Regions from separate parts of the Mus musculus genome. Here regions 2 and 3 are each linked to region 1. The links are chromatin contacts, called in public promoter capture Hi-C maps. All regions are on one chromosome and are shown on one strand. The core of a region is the stretch at or near the end of the contact, and the rest is flanking DNA. Distances in the headings are between cores, read along the strand shown.

Region 1 (3,686 bases), core at 662-3,161:
CAAAACCAATCAACCTAATTCTGGGCATACCATTACCTTATACTTTACTAATATCCCTCTACTAGCTGTTACAATTGAGGAATCCCCAATCATAAAATAATATGAAAATATAAGCCGAAGACTATTTTGCTTTCCTGCTATATTCAAGACCGAGGGAATAATGGGTTTAATCTACAAACTGGCAAGGATGTAAATTTGCTTTCTCTTAAGCCCAGAGAGCTCTATTTATCTTCTCACAGGGAGGAGGGAACTGTGGGGTAAAGTTCAAAGACCTCAGTGGGAAATGGGGCTTTCAACTGTCCTTCAAATTCTAGCTATCTCCATCTTCCTGTCCCACTTCTGTGAATAAAAACTCTTAATCAAGCTCCCACACTTGACTGGGACATCTTGGGCTTCTCCTCCCCAGGGCATTCTGCCTAGCACTCAGTTCCATCAGATACAAGGCTTATCAATCCTTCCCATACCCCTTAACCTAGCAGGAGGAGCCCAGGACGGGTTCCCCATCCCGTCATAAATGCAAGCAACAAAGACGTCCCTAGCAGTTCCCGACATTTTTGTCACCAATGATAATTATAGACACTAACACCGTGCCTAGCTGCTTCTTAATAAATATGTATAGAATGTATGAGAACTGTGTCAAGCAAGAATGCTGAGCTAGGCAGTCTCTCCGAGGGCACCAAGATGACAGCTTCAGTTCTTCCCATAAGGAGAAATAATAGAAGCAGTGTGGTATCTTGGTACCCACTGGGTGAATGTCTTTTCCCCCTTCCCTCCCCCCCTTAAGAACTGAAGCCCCATTGAGGGCTAGCCTGCCTCTTCTAAAACACATTACTGCAGCTGGACAGCAAGGGAAATCAATTGCCTCGACCATTAGCAGCGTGAGCTTGGGTAACTGAGTGTTTGGGGGAGGTGGGAACAGGGCAGGTGAGAACCACACTAGCAAAGACGGGAAGGAATCTGCAAAACCAGAAGCCTAGGAGGCAGGAGCCACTGGAACGCCAGGACCCGTCATCCCACCACCTCCTGACCATCTCGGAAGCGTCAGTGAAGAGACCAGATAGCTGCAGAAAGCGCCGAGACCTCGGGAAGTTTGGAGAAAATGTTATTTCCAAGTAGAAATCAGGCCCAAAGCGAATGCACTGTAAAGAAATGGCACTGCTTTGCATAACTAAAATAGAAATACCGAGAGTGAGCGGATGTTGAAAGGATCATCAAAAATAGGCTTAAGGGGAAAAAAAAATCTTCTGTATTCATGGAGGACAATAATCTTCCGGGACAAGATAGGCCCAAATCAGAGCAGCTTTAAAGACCGCGCGCACACCCTCCACCCCGACGCCGAGAAGGCAGTGAAATAAACAAAAACTCTGCGACCATCCAGACCCAGCGAAGAGGCAGGCCCCTTGTCTTTACAAAGCCAGAGGCACTTACGCCAGATGCTCTTACTTCCCGGGCTTTTCTTGCAGGGTAAGCGCAATGTCCCGGAAGGGGTCGGCCCAATGGGCCTCAAGGACCTCCGCGGCAGCGCCGCGGGTCTTTCCCGCCCTTCTCTCCCGGTCCGGCTGAGCCGCAGGGCGGAGTGAGGCGGCCCCGAGCCCACACAGCCGCCCAGGCCGCGTCGCCCTGCGCCTCCGGCCCGGCCCCGTCGCACCTGCACCATGATGGCCATGCGGAGGGAGTCCTTGGGAATACTCTCGCTGCATTTCTTGCAAGAGGCGCGCCCGCTCTTCGCGTACTCCACTCGATAAAGCCTCTCCGAGGCCTCCGCCATCCTCCTTCTCGTGCTGCAGCGGCAGCCCGACGCCGCCGCTGGTGCGCTCCGCTAACGTGTCGGTTTCCCCCGCAAGCGTGCAGAGCCGCCTCCGCTCAGGATAGATTACTGATGCCTAGCGGCGGGACCGCCCCCCCAAGCTCGCGCGCGGAGGGCGGGGCCTCAGCTCATAGGGCGGGGCTTCAGCACGTGTCCTTGGGAGGTTGGGTCCCAGCGCGACTGCGCCTGTGCACGCTGGTCTCTGCCTCTGGGAAGGGGCCAGGGCGGGGACCCGGGGAATCTGACAGGCGCCACCCCTTTTGTCGGTTTGTCCCAGAAAGGCTTTTTGTTCGCCCAAATAATTCCACCTCACCCACTTGCATTTTTTTCTAGGTATGTCTAGAGCGAACCCTGCTGACCCTAAGTGTAGTATTCTGCTTTGCAGCCTCCACATTGCTGACACAGAAAACCAACTAAAGCCTGATTTTTCATTCTTAGTAAACTTAAATGCATAACTATAAATTCCAAGAGAATGAGCAGAACCCGTGACAGTTGGTAGTAGTTACAACAGATGTCGTGTGTTCTCATCCCCCATCTCCGCGCTAACACAGGACAGGGTGTCTCAGTGTTGCCCTGGCTGCCCTGAAACTTGTTCTGTAGATCAGGCTGGCCTTGAACTCACAGGGATCCATGTGCCTTTGCCTCCTGAGTGCTTGGGATTAAGGGCGTGTGACACCATCTCCGGCAACAGATATTTTCCTGGGGAGATCCCAAAATATTTTAGGTTATCGACAATTAAAGTTATAGGTATTGTTAAACTTGCTACTGTTAGATCTTGTTATTTAATGTAGCACTACAATCTTTAACATTATTGGTCTTTTTTTTTTTTTAATAATTATATGAGCGTGATGCAGGGTCTCACTATAAAGCCCTGGCTGGCCATGAAGATGAAGTCGGCTTCAAACTCACAGAGATCCACTTGCCTGTGTCCTAAAGTGTGGGTAAACTGCATGTCTGGCAGCAAACTGGCTGGTGAGCTGTGGCCTACTTGTCTATGAATCATTCCTGATTGAGCAGGTATGAACTGGCTCTAGGTATCTGCTTTGTGCTTCCTCTGTTGCTGCTCTTTTTCTAACCCTGCCCTCCCTTGTTGAGACCCTCTCGTGGCAGAGAGAGACAGGACACATGGCTGTTCCCTAACCTAGTCCAGGGAGTGGGGTCCTTCCACTTTGCCTTGTAACTGATCCCGTGGGTAACCACCCCAGCAAATTCTCCTTTGCTGCAGAGGGTCTAAACCAGGCAGGCTAGCCTATCTCAGACTTAAAAAACAGAAAATCTCCCAGACCAAATTACAATGTGTGAATTGCAGGCATGTTTTGCCTGTATAAATATTTATATATCATGTGTGTTTGGTGTTTGCTGAGTCCAGAAGACGTTTTCATATCTCCTGACTGGAGGAAGTTACAGATGGTTGTGAGCTGCCATGCAGGAACTGGGACTCGAACCCAAGTCCTCTGAAAGAGTAACCAGTACTTTTAACCTCTGAGCCATCTCTCCATACTCTCCCCCTTGCAATAAACAAACAAACAAACAAAAAAAAAAAAAACAGGCCGGACGTGGTGGCCTTTAATCCCAGCCCTCCGGAGGCAGAGGCAGGTGGATTTCTGAGTTCAAGGCCAGCCTGATCTACAGAGTGAGTTCCAGGACAGCCAGGGCTACACAGAGAAACCCTGTCTGGAAAACAAAACAAAACAAAACAAAACAAAAACAACTTAGGAACCGTTGCATTTACTTGGAAGTCTTCAGAATGTCCACAAACAGCTGCAGCTTGCCCACTACAAAGACATGTGCAGTGAAGAGCACACGTCCGTCATTTGTCCACTCATCTTTAGTCTGTCTGCAGAAATGCAGGATTTAATGTGATAGCTACTTCAAGCCA
Region 2 (3,774 bases), core at 804-3,303, 640 kb before region 1:
TAAAAATAAAATAAAAACAAAAGGCTTTTTAAAAGAGAGCTAGCCAAAAAGAAAGACTGAGATAAGACCAGATCCACTAGGGAATGCAAGACAACTATACATTTTTTTTTTAACATGTGGGTAACATGAGGTTACTAAAGCCTTCTGAATGTGAAGAACAGTATTCCAAAATTATTGCAAGTGGAGCCGAAACCTGTCTCTAAAGGCTCTAGAGTCAGACAATAAGCTCCCAATGTTTTACTATAGATAAAAGGGGCACATGCATATGGATTTCATAAATTCAAGAACTTCTAAGAGGCATCTAGGCTACTCTGAGGTGAAAAGCTGAGATGTGCGCACTGAGCCTGGATGGTGATGAAGTCCTAGTCATTGCTCCTCTCCTCTCCCCCTTTGTTAAGGAGTGGAAACCTGGCCTATAGTTAAATGGTCCTTTTCTTTATAAAAGCTACAGACTTTACTCAAACTAAGCTCCTGACTTGATCCACCTGAAGGTTGCTAGGAACCAGTAGATTACGATAAACCATTTTTCAGAAAGTAAATTTTGCCTAAACACTAACAACCTTCATGATAATGAGATTTCTAAAGTTGCTGTACAGGGCTCTATGAGGGCATTGACTATCTAGTAATTCTGGCTCTGCTGGATATACTGTCTGTGCCCTATGAACCTCAGCTAAAATGAAGGTCTGTCTCAGGTGAATACAAACACCGTATGTGAGTCACTTTGCAATTACAGCTGACACCTGAAAGCATATTTAAAGCATGACAGCCACAATGCTAGATCTCTGTAAGACTGCCCTGGTCTCTGTCTCTCTTCCCAGTCTCAAGATGAAGAGAGCTCAGGATTCTTGACAAATCATAGGCTAATTTTTATTACACTTCTAAATTTAAAAAAGGCTGTCCCCAAAGACCTAAAAATTACTGAGCTGTGAGTGTTGTAAATTTCAGAGACATAAGATGTATTGCTTAAGGCTGTTGGGTCTGTTTGTTTGGTCTTTTTGTTGTTGTTTTCCTCCCAAATGGAAGTCACGTCAGGAAAAATATCTGTCCACACCAGGTCTACATGCTACGACCCAAGTCCATGAAACTGACTAGGGCCCCATGGACCATTTGCCACAGAGTAACATAGTTACTCAGTTCTCTGCTGCTGTGTTTCTCCACTCAAGAAAGCCGTTTAAAGCGCTGGGACAGTGAAACTCCGGCCACTTGAAAATTTCAAACCAGAATCTGAAACGGTGCCCCAATCCCACCCCTCGGTCAGAGGTACAGGAACCAGGAACAAGACATCTGAGCGAGCACTTAAAAGAAAGACAAAACAAACCTAGTAAAACTCCAAAGCAAAGCGCCTCTACACACCCTCAGCCTTTGAAACGTCTTGCCCCCACGAGTTGTTGTTTTTCCTCCCAGAGGGAAGGCAGTTTACGGCCGACTTCGCCTTCCCAGGGTGGAGCACACTCAGCTCTGCTGTCATCTCCCTTGTCCTGGACTGACACGGATACAACTGTGTGTGGTGCTTGGCTGTGCAAGTTCAAGTGTTTCCACCCTAAACCGAGGCAGTGGTTAAATCCTGAGTGCAGAGCAAGAAGCCGGTGGCCAGGGGCCTAGCACACCCTTGTGCTCGAAGTCACAAGCTGCAAAACCAGGCCGCCGGCGGCCCCACCCTGGCCCGTGCCAGTGCGTCTGCGGCCCCCTCCACGCCGGCCGCTCGCTCCTTTCTGGGTCACTCAGGGTGCAGGGCGAGGACGTGATCTCCGCCTCCCACCCTGCAGGGCCCCGGAGCGAGGCTGCGAACTTACTGCAGGCCGAGCTCGCACGCCTGACCCGGGGAGCCAGGGCGGCCTCGCACAGGCGGGCCAGGTCGTGCTGAGTCGCGCCTCCCCGCCGGGGCCGGACCCCCACCCCCGGCCGCCCTCGCCTTCACCCCACGGCCTCACCCCGGCCGCCGGACACACACGTGCCGGGTGACAGCCCCCTATAGGTTCCATACCTGCTGCCGGAAGTGAGCGAGGAGGGCAGTATAGGCATTTCCTGTGACGCCAGCGCCCGGACTCCATTAGACAGCAGCTGGGGGAAGAATCAACACACCAGGGAGCGGAGCGGCGCGGACCCAGCACCGAGGCGGCCGCTGCCTCCGCCGCCGCCTCCGCCGCCGCCGTCCGGGCTCCCAGCTTCGGGCCCGCGCCCCCCCCAGTGCCCGCGAGCCCCCGGGCCGCGCCGCGAGCGCCTCCGGAGGGGGGGGGAAGGGCCCGGTCCTCCTTCTCCCCCTCCTCCCGCCCCGCCGACCCCCGCCGCGCCCCGCCGGCCTCCCACCACGGCCTCTCTCGGCGAGGAAACTCTGGCCTCCGCTTCCTCCTCCTCCGACTCGGACGCCGGCGGAGCCTCCCCGCCCCCGCGAAAGAAGCCCCGAGCCTCGGCGGCGGAGGGAGCAGGAGAGCCCGGGGCCTCGGCGGGCCGAGCAGGCCTCCCCCCCCCGCCCTCGCCCTCGCCGGCCGCCTCCTCCTCCTCCTCCTCCGTGGTGGTGGTGGTGGGACTGCCTCCGGCCGCCCCCGCCGCCCCGCAGCGGAGCAGCGGCCACAGCCTGGTCAGCGGCGGCACCATGCAGGCCAACGGGGCGGGAGGAGGCGGCGGCGGGGGCGGCGGGGGCCAGGGCCAGACCCCGGAGCTCGCCTGCCTGTCGGCGCAGAACGGGGAGTCGTCCCCTTCGGCGACGTCCGCGGGGGACCTGGCCCACGCCAACGGGCTCCTGCCTGCCGCCCCCTCCGCCGCTGGCAACAATAGCAACAGCCTGAGTGTCAATAACGGGGTTCCCGGCGGGGCCGCCGCGGCCTCCGCCACCGCCGCCGCCGCCCAGGCCACCCCCGAGCTGGGCAGCAGCCTCAAGAAGAAGAAGCGGCTCTCGCAGTCCGATGAGGATGTCATTAGGCTCATAGGACAGCACCTCAATGGCCTAGGGCTCAAGTAAGTGTCCGTCCTACAACTGGTGAGGGCCAGGCCGGGGCCGAGCGGCCGGGTGGGTTGCGGGGACCCCGGGGCCCAGTGCGCAGGAGGCCGGGGACAGACAGCCCTGGGGGGGGGGGCGGTGGAGGGGAGGTCTAGGAAAGGGAATCGGCCCGATGTCTTAAGGCCAGCCGAGCCGCCTGGGCTGGGGAGGGGTAGTGGAAACCCAGGGCGACCCCTCCCCGCGCACCTCCAGAGCAGGATTGTCTGTCCGGGAAGGCGGACACCGAGGTTGTTTATGCTGGGGGAGGGGTGGATCAGAGCGGTGGAAATAATGAACCTTGGAGGATTTGTTTTTCAAGTGTGTCTCAGAGGCATCTTTGTGGGACACCTCCCCACCCCCACCCCTGACCGACAGCAGCCCAGGCAAACTACCAATCAGGAAGGACAGTCGCCTACAAGTGTTTATGGGAACTAAGGGGCTGGCATAATTTGGAAAGAGGCTGTCGAGTAAATCTGATGGGAATAATGAAGTCAGATACCCAGTGGAAGTCATGCAGACAGAGGCCGTGTGTGTGTGTGTGTGTGTGTGTGTGTGTGTGTGTGTGTGTACACACTAGAGGCCTAGCACTAGTAAAATCCCACTTCAAAACCCAGAAGGTTTTCTTTTGAAAATGTGATGTCAGGTCTGGTGAATCATTGGTTTTCAAATACAGTTTGGGTGGTCATTAATGTAGGGTGAAGGTAGACAGCGGGTCCAACCAAAACGCATCTGTTTTGAACACACAGGAAAGAAAAGCTGAGGGAGTTGAGGTAGGGTTGGTGGGAGTGTCCTGGAGC
Region 3 (4,058 bases), core at 973-3,472, 820 kb after region 1:
CTGGAACTCAGGAAGCAGGAGGAGGTGGATCTCTGAGTTTGAGGTCAATCTGGTCTACAAAATGAGTTCCAGGGCTACAGAGAGACAGAAATAGAGAAGCCCTGTCTAGAAAATCAAACTCTTAATTGCTTAAGCAATTTATATTTTTAAATTTCTAACCCATAGGAGAGTGACCCTAAACCATTAGAGATCATAGAACAAAAACCAAAAAGAAGCAGGACTGTGAAGACAAGAGCAAGCAGGTAAGCAGCACTAGCCCCATCTTCCGTTCATCCCCTGGAGCCAAGAGGGTGCTAGAAAGGGTGAGACCACTTCTCACACAAGCCTAGCCTTGACATTGTGGAGTTCAGCACTTGAAGTTAACATTCGCCACAGAGTGAAGACATACAGTTTATTGTCCACTTGGCGTGGTTGGAAGAGAAGATAGTCTACCTCTTCATTAATTTAAGTCCCACAGCTGTCTCACTACTTAGCAGTATTACTGCATGTGTGGTAAATATGTCCATGTGAGATGCCTTTGTGTAGCAGGACTCTCAGGCTGTGCTTAGGCTTGGCTGACAAATGAAAGTACAAATTCCTTCAACGCGACACAGTTGGCACCGCTCACATGTACACTGCCTTTGTATATGTTCATGCCACTTGCTACTGTTTATAAATTCGTGGGTCTGCTGGCTCTCATCCCATGAGCTGACTATAGGTACGTGGGCCATCCTTGTAACTGCAGAATTTTAGACATATCTGTGGCTGAGTATGCCCCCCGGCACACATGGGGACGCGGTGGGTGGTGAGGCCTTAACCCTGCCTGCAAGTCCACTCTCCAGGTCTCTGCGAGAGAAGCACTTGACCAGACAGCACTTTGTGCCCATTCCTACTTGACTGTATCTTTCTTTCAGAAACACAGGAAAAGGAAGTTCTTGGTCACCTCCTCCTGTAGAAATTAAGCTGGTTTCTCCCTTGGCGAGTCCAGTGGATGAAATAAAGACCGGCAAGCCAAGAAAAACTGCAGAAATAGCAGGAAAAACTCTTGGAAGGGGCAGAAAGAAGCCATCTTCTTTTCCAAAGCAAATTTTACGCAGGAAAATGCTGTAATTTTTAGCCCAAGATTTTAACACGCACCTGTTTGTAAAAGTCAACAGTATTTGTGTGGATTATTAAAGTCACCAATTTGGATGGAAATACTTTATATAAATTGTACAATTTTGTAAGCAGTAAATGAGTAACTCCACATGGAGTGCAGTTCTTGTAGTGCAGGCGTTTTATACGACTTGATGCGTTTATATCAATGTAAATATGACTTATCATTGGGAGGTTAAATAAACTACTGTAAAGTACACTGTGTGTCTGGTAGATTTTTGAGAGGAGCTTTCTGTTTGAGTTGTAATTTTATATGCTACTGGACATATGTTCATATCCTTTCTTTACAGTTAAGATACTAGAACTGTCTTAAAATGAGGGCGATGAACTATTGATTATTTTTAACATTGCTGTTTTATAATGTATGCACTTTGATGCTGTTCCTCGGATCTCTGGTCAGTACCTGTGCTCATTGGGCTTTGCCTGATACTGTGTTGAATTTGAATTGTGGGCATGTGATTTTGCCTTTTTGTAGTTTTACAAATGTTGTGTAATCTACCTCAAATGAGTAATTTTCCAGTACTGCATCGGTTTCCTAGCTAGCAGTTCTCTTCAGTAACTTAAGGACTATCTTGTCTCTCAGTTCAGAGACTTAATTATCCAGGTTAGATTGACCGGTTTCACTGCTTCCTAGCAACCTCATGGAAGGATTGAAGAAAGAAATAAAACAGTGCACCGACGTGTGCCTGCTGCTGAGAAGAGGAGCCGACAAGGTTTAGACTTCCCATGCTGTGAAAGAGCTTGCGACTTCGTCACAGGAGCCTCTCTAGTATTCAGGTTTTAAACTGGTAACTGCCACAGAACCTCAGGCACAGGTTACAGAGAATGGAAGAGTGTGAGCAGATGTCGGAAAAGAGGAAAGGAACCCTCTTTTCTGCAGCGTGTGTACCGTTGGTAATGGCGCCTGATGGAAGCCATGATGTTCATCAATAAATAAGTGTTGTCAAATAATTTATGACAGGTAATTGATAGTGTGTAATGAATGGACGCTTAATAATTGATACCTAAAAGCAGACTTTGTCAGCTAAGCTTTGGATGTTTTCGTGAGCAGTGTGCTTTGTGTGTTATTTTTCTACCGAGTAGCATCATGGATAATGAGAAAATGGGGAGAGTGCCTGTGCCGAGATCGGACAGTGTGAGAGTGGCCGTCCGGGTGCGGCCGTTCAGCCAGGTCAGTCCATGCTCATTGCCTTGCTGACAATTACTGCCTGATTTTATTAATTTTTTAATAATAGTTTCTGAATTTGTATTTAAGCTGCTTGTCATTTATGAAATATTAAACTTATTTAAATGGATTTGTCAAATGATTCACAAAAGCTCTAAGCATAATTTAGTAAACATTTAATTTCATTCCTTGGTACAAGTAGCACAATAAAAAAAACTGACAAGAGAAATACTGTCAAGTTAATAATTATTTAACCAGTGCAGTTTGCTAAATAGAGATGTGCGGTGTCTGTTTTTACTGCATGTCGGTGTGGGGCAGAGATGTCAGTTGGTAAGTGTGCTTGCCTACCGTGCATGAATCCCTAGGGTAGCTCATCAGCACTCTATGAAATGAGGCACAGAGATGTGTGGAATGCCAGCTTGAGGCGAGGCAACCTACTAGAAGCTCAGTTTTTATCCTTGGCTATGTTGTACATTCAAGGCCAGCTTGCACTACATGAAACACCAAGAAATGTTTATCTTAAAAGTAAGTCTTGCCACATGTGGACACGTCAGTGATCCCAACATAGAAAGCTAAGGTAGCAGAGTCATGTTCCTGACCAGACTTCAGTCACATAATGAGAACGTGCCAGTGTGCACTTACATGTTAGTTTTATGGAAACACTGCTCATGAGATCTCATGCGCAAGGCTGCCTCCTCCCCTTGGCTGTGCCCCATCTACCTAGCATACATGGGCACACTCTGCATACCACTCAAGTCAGAAGAACTGGAACTAAGCTCTTCCACAGGTTCCAGAGAGGATGCTGTTCTGTAAGAAGCTTGCCACAGAGGTAGAGAGCTGTGCTGTGTGTTCCCAGTGGAACCTGCTATCCCCCTTTCCATTATAGCACGCTTGTCTTTGCCCACTGTGACCAGTGAAGTTTTGTTACTCTATGACTGCTAGAAAGTGCTAGAGCTAAAGAGAAGTGTCCAGGCAGCTGGAGAGGGTGCAGTGTGTAAGAGCACTGGCTATTGCAAAAGACTTGGGTTCTATTCTCTCCTTGCCTGAGAGCCCAATTTATGCATCTGCAGGTGGCAGCAAACTTCACTGTCACCCCCTGGTAGGAGGTACAGAGAGCTCCTGGAGCAGGCAATGTCCCAGTGTGAGACTATGCTAATGCCATGTGGCTCGTTCCCATCAGCTCTGTGGTGGGCCCAGTCATCACACTAGGTGTGGAAGGAGAAGCTTTCGATCATGTGAGAGTTCTGCAAATTACATCTTTGCCATACAGGAAATGAGAAGTTTGCACTTTGTACCTTGCAACCCTTGTGCAAGCAAACACACACATACCAGGTCAAGAACTGAAAGGATTTTACCTGCTACTCACCTCCAAGGAATGTCTGAGATATCCAGGATCCTGAATCTTGATGCCACCAGCTCGTACCCTCATGAGTACATATGATGGATGAATACACAGTCCCTACTGTGTCACCTTAACGACTCTAATCTTCACTGATTAGCATAGTGTAGACATATAGTAGAGACAGGCCATGCTGGCAAGCAAGAAAACCAGGTTCTCAGGCACTCTGCTTTGTGATAGTTGGTCTGTGTGACAAGACCTACAATGTTCAGTTCAACGGATCTAATGATATGGAACACTCAAGATGGTATTGGCTAAGGTACGGGTAGTGTACATGAGACCAAGAGAAGGTGTAGGTTCCTCTAGCACCTGTACAGTCAGGATGGGAGGTATCAAGCCTTACCAAAAGTCAAGCCCCAT

Evidence for each region. Promoter capture Hi-C pulls out the DNA fragments that hold promoters and counts their contacts.
Region 2: a promoter capture Hi-C map of stem cell-derived epiblast-like cells shows a contact between it and region 1, with 2.2 times the contacts expected there. The contact joins the promoter of Wdr26 here to the promoter of Parp1 in region 1.
Region 3: a contact with region 1 is called in a promoter capture Hi-C map of embryonic stem cells, with 4 times the contacts expected there. The contact joins the promoter of Kif28 here to the promoter of Parp1 in region 1. A contact is called at or near these places in 6 of 39 promoter capture datasets (the 3T3-L1 cell line, cranial neural crest, embryonic stem cells and 2 more), 2 of 484 Hi-C or Micro-C datasets (embryonic stem cells and nephron progenitors) and 1 of 115 datasets of contacts at active chromatin or transcription factors (embryonic stem cells).

What each region holds. Positions count from the first base shown.
Region 1 is chr1:180,567,116-180,570,801 of GRCm38.p6, reverse strand. It overlaps Parp1 (poly (ADP-ribose) polymerase family, member 1), which reads right to left and starts at 1,911. Exons shown (of 23, transcript NM_007415.3): 1 at 1,649-1,911. The coding sequence starts at 1,768. Gm31986 (a long non-coding RNA gene) reads left to right here and starts at 1,903. Exons shown (of 4, transcript XR_001779573.2): 1 at 1,903-2,824.
Region 2 is chr1:181,210,257-181,214,030 of GRCm38.p6, reverse strand. It overlaps Wdr26 (WD repeat domain 26), which reads left to right and starts at 2,053. Exons shown (of 14, transcript NM_145514.5): 1 at 2,053-2,955. The coding sequence starts at 2,594. It overlaps Gm38664, which reads right to left and starts at 2,595. Exons shown (of 6, transcript XM_011238899.2): 1 at 2,532-2,595; 2 at 1,985-2,221. The coding sequence starts at 2,595.
Region 3 is chr1:179,743,364-179,747,421 of GRCm38.p6, reverse strand. It overlaps Kif28 (kinesin family member 28), which reads left to right and starts at 2,222. Exons shown (of 23, transcript NM_001370897.1): 1 at 2,222-2,305. The coding sequence starts at 2,222. It overlaps Ahctf1 (AT hook containing transcription factor 1), which reads left to right. Exons shown (of 36, transcript NM_026375.2): 35 at 166-242; 36 at 894-2,518. The coding sequence ends at 1,089.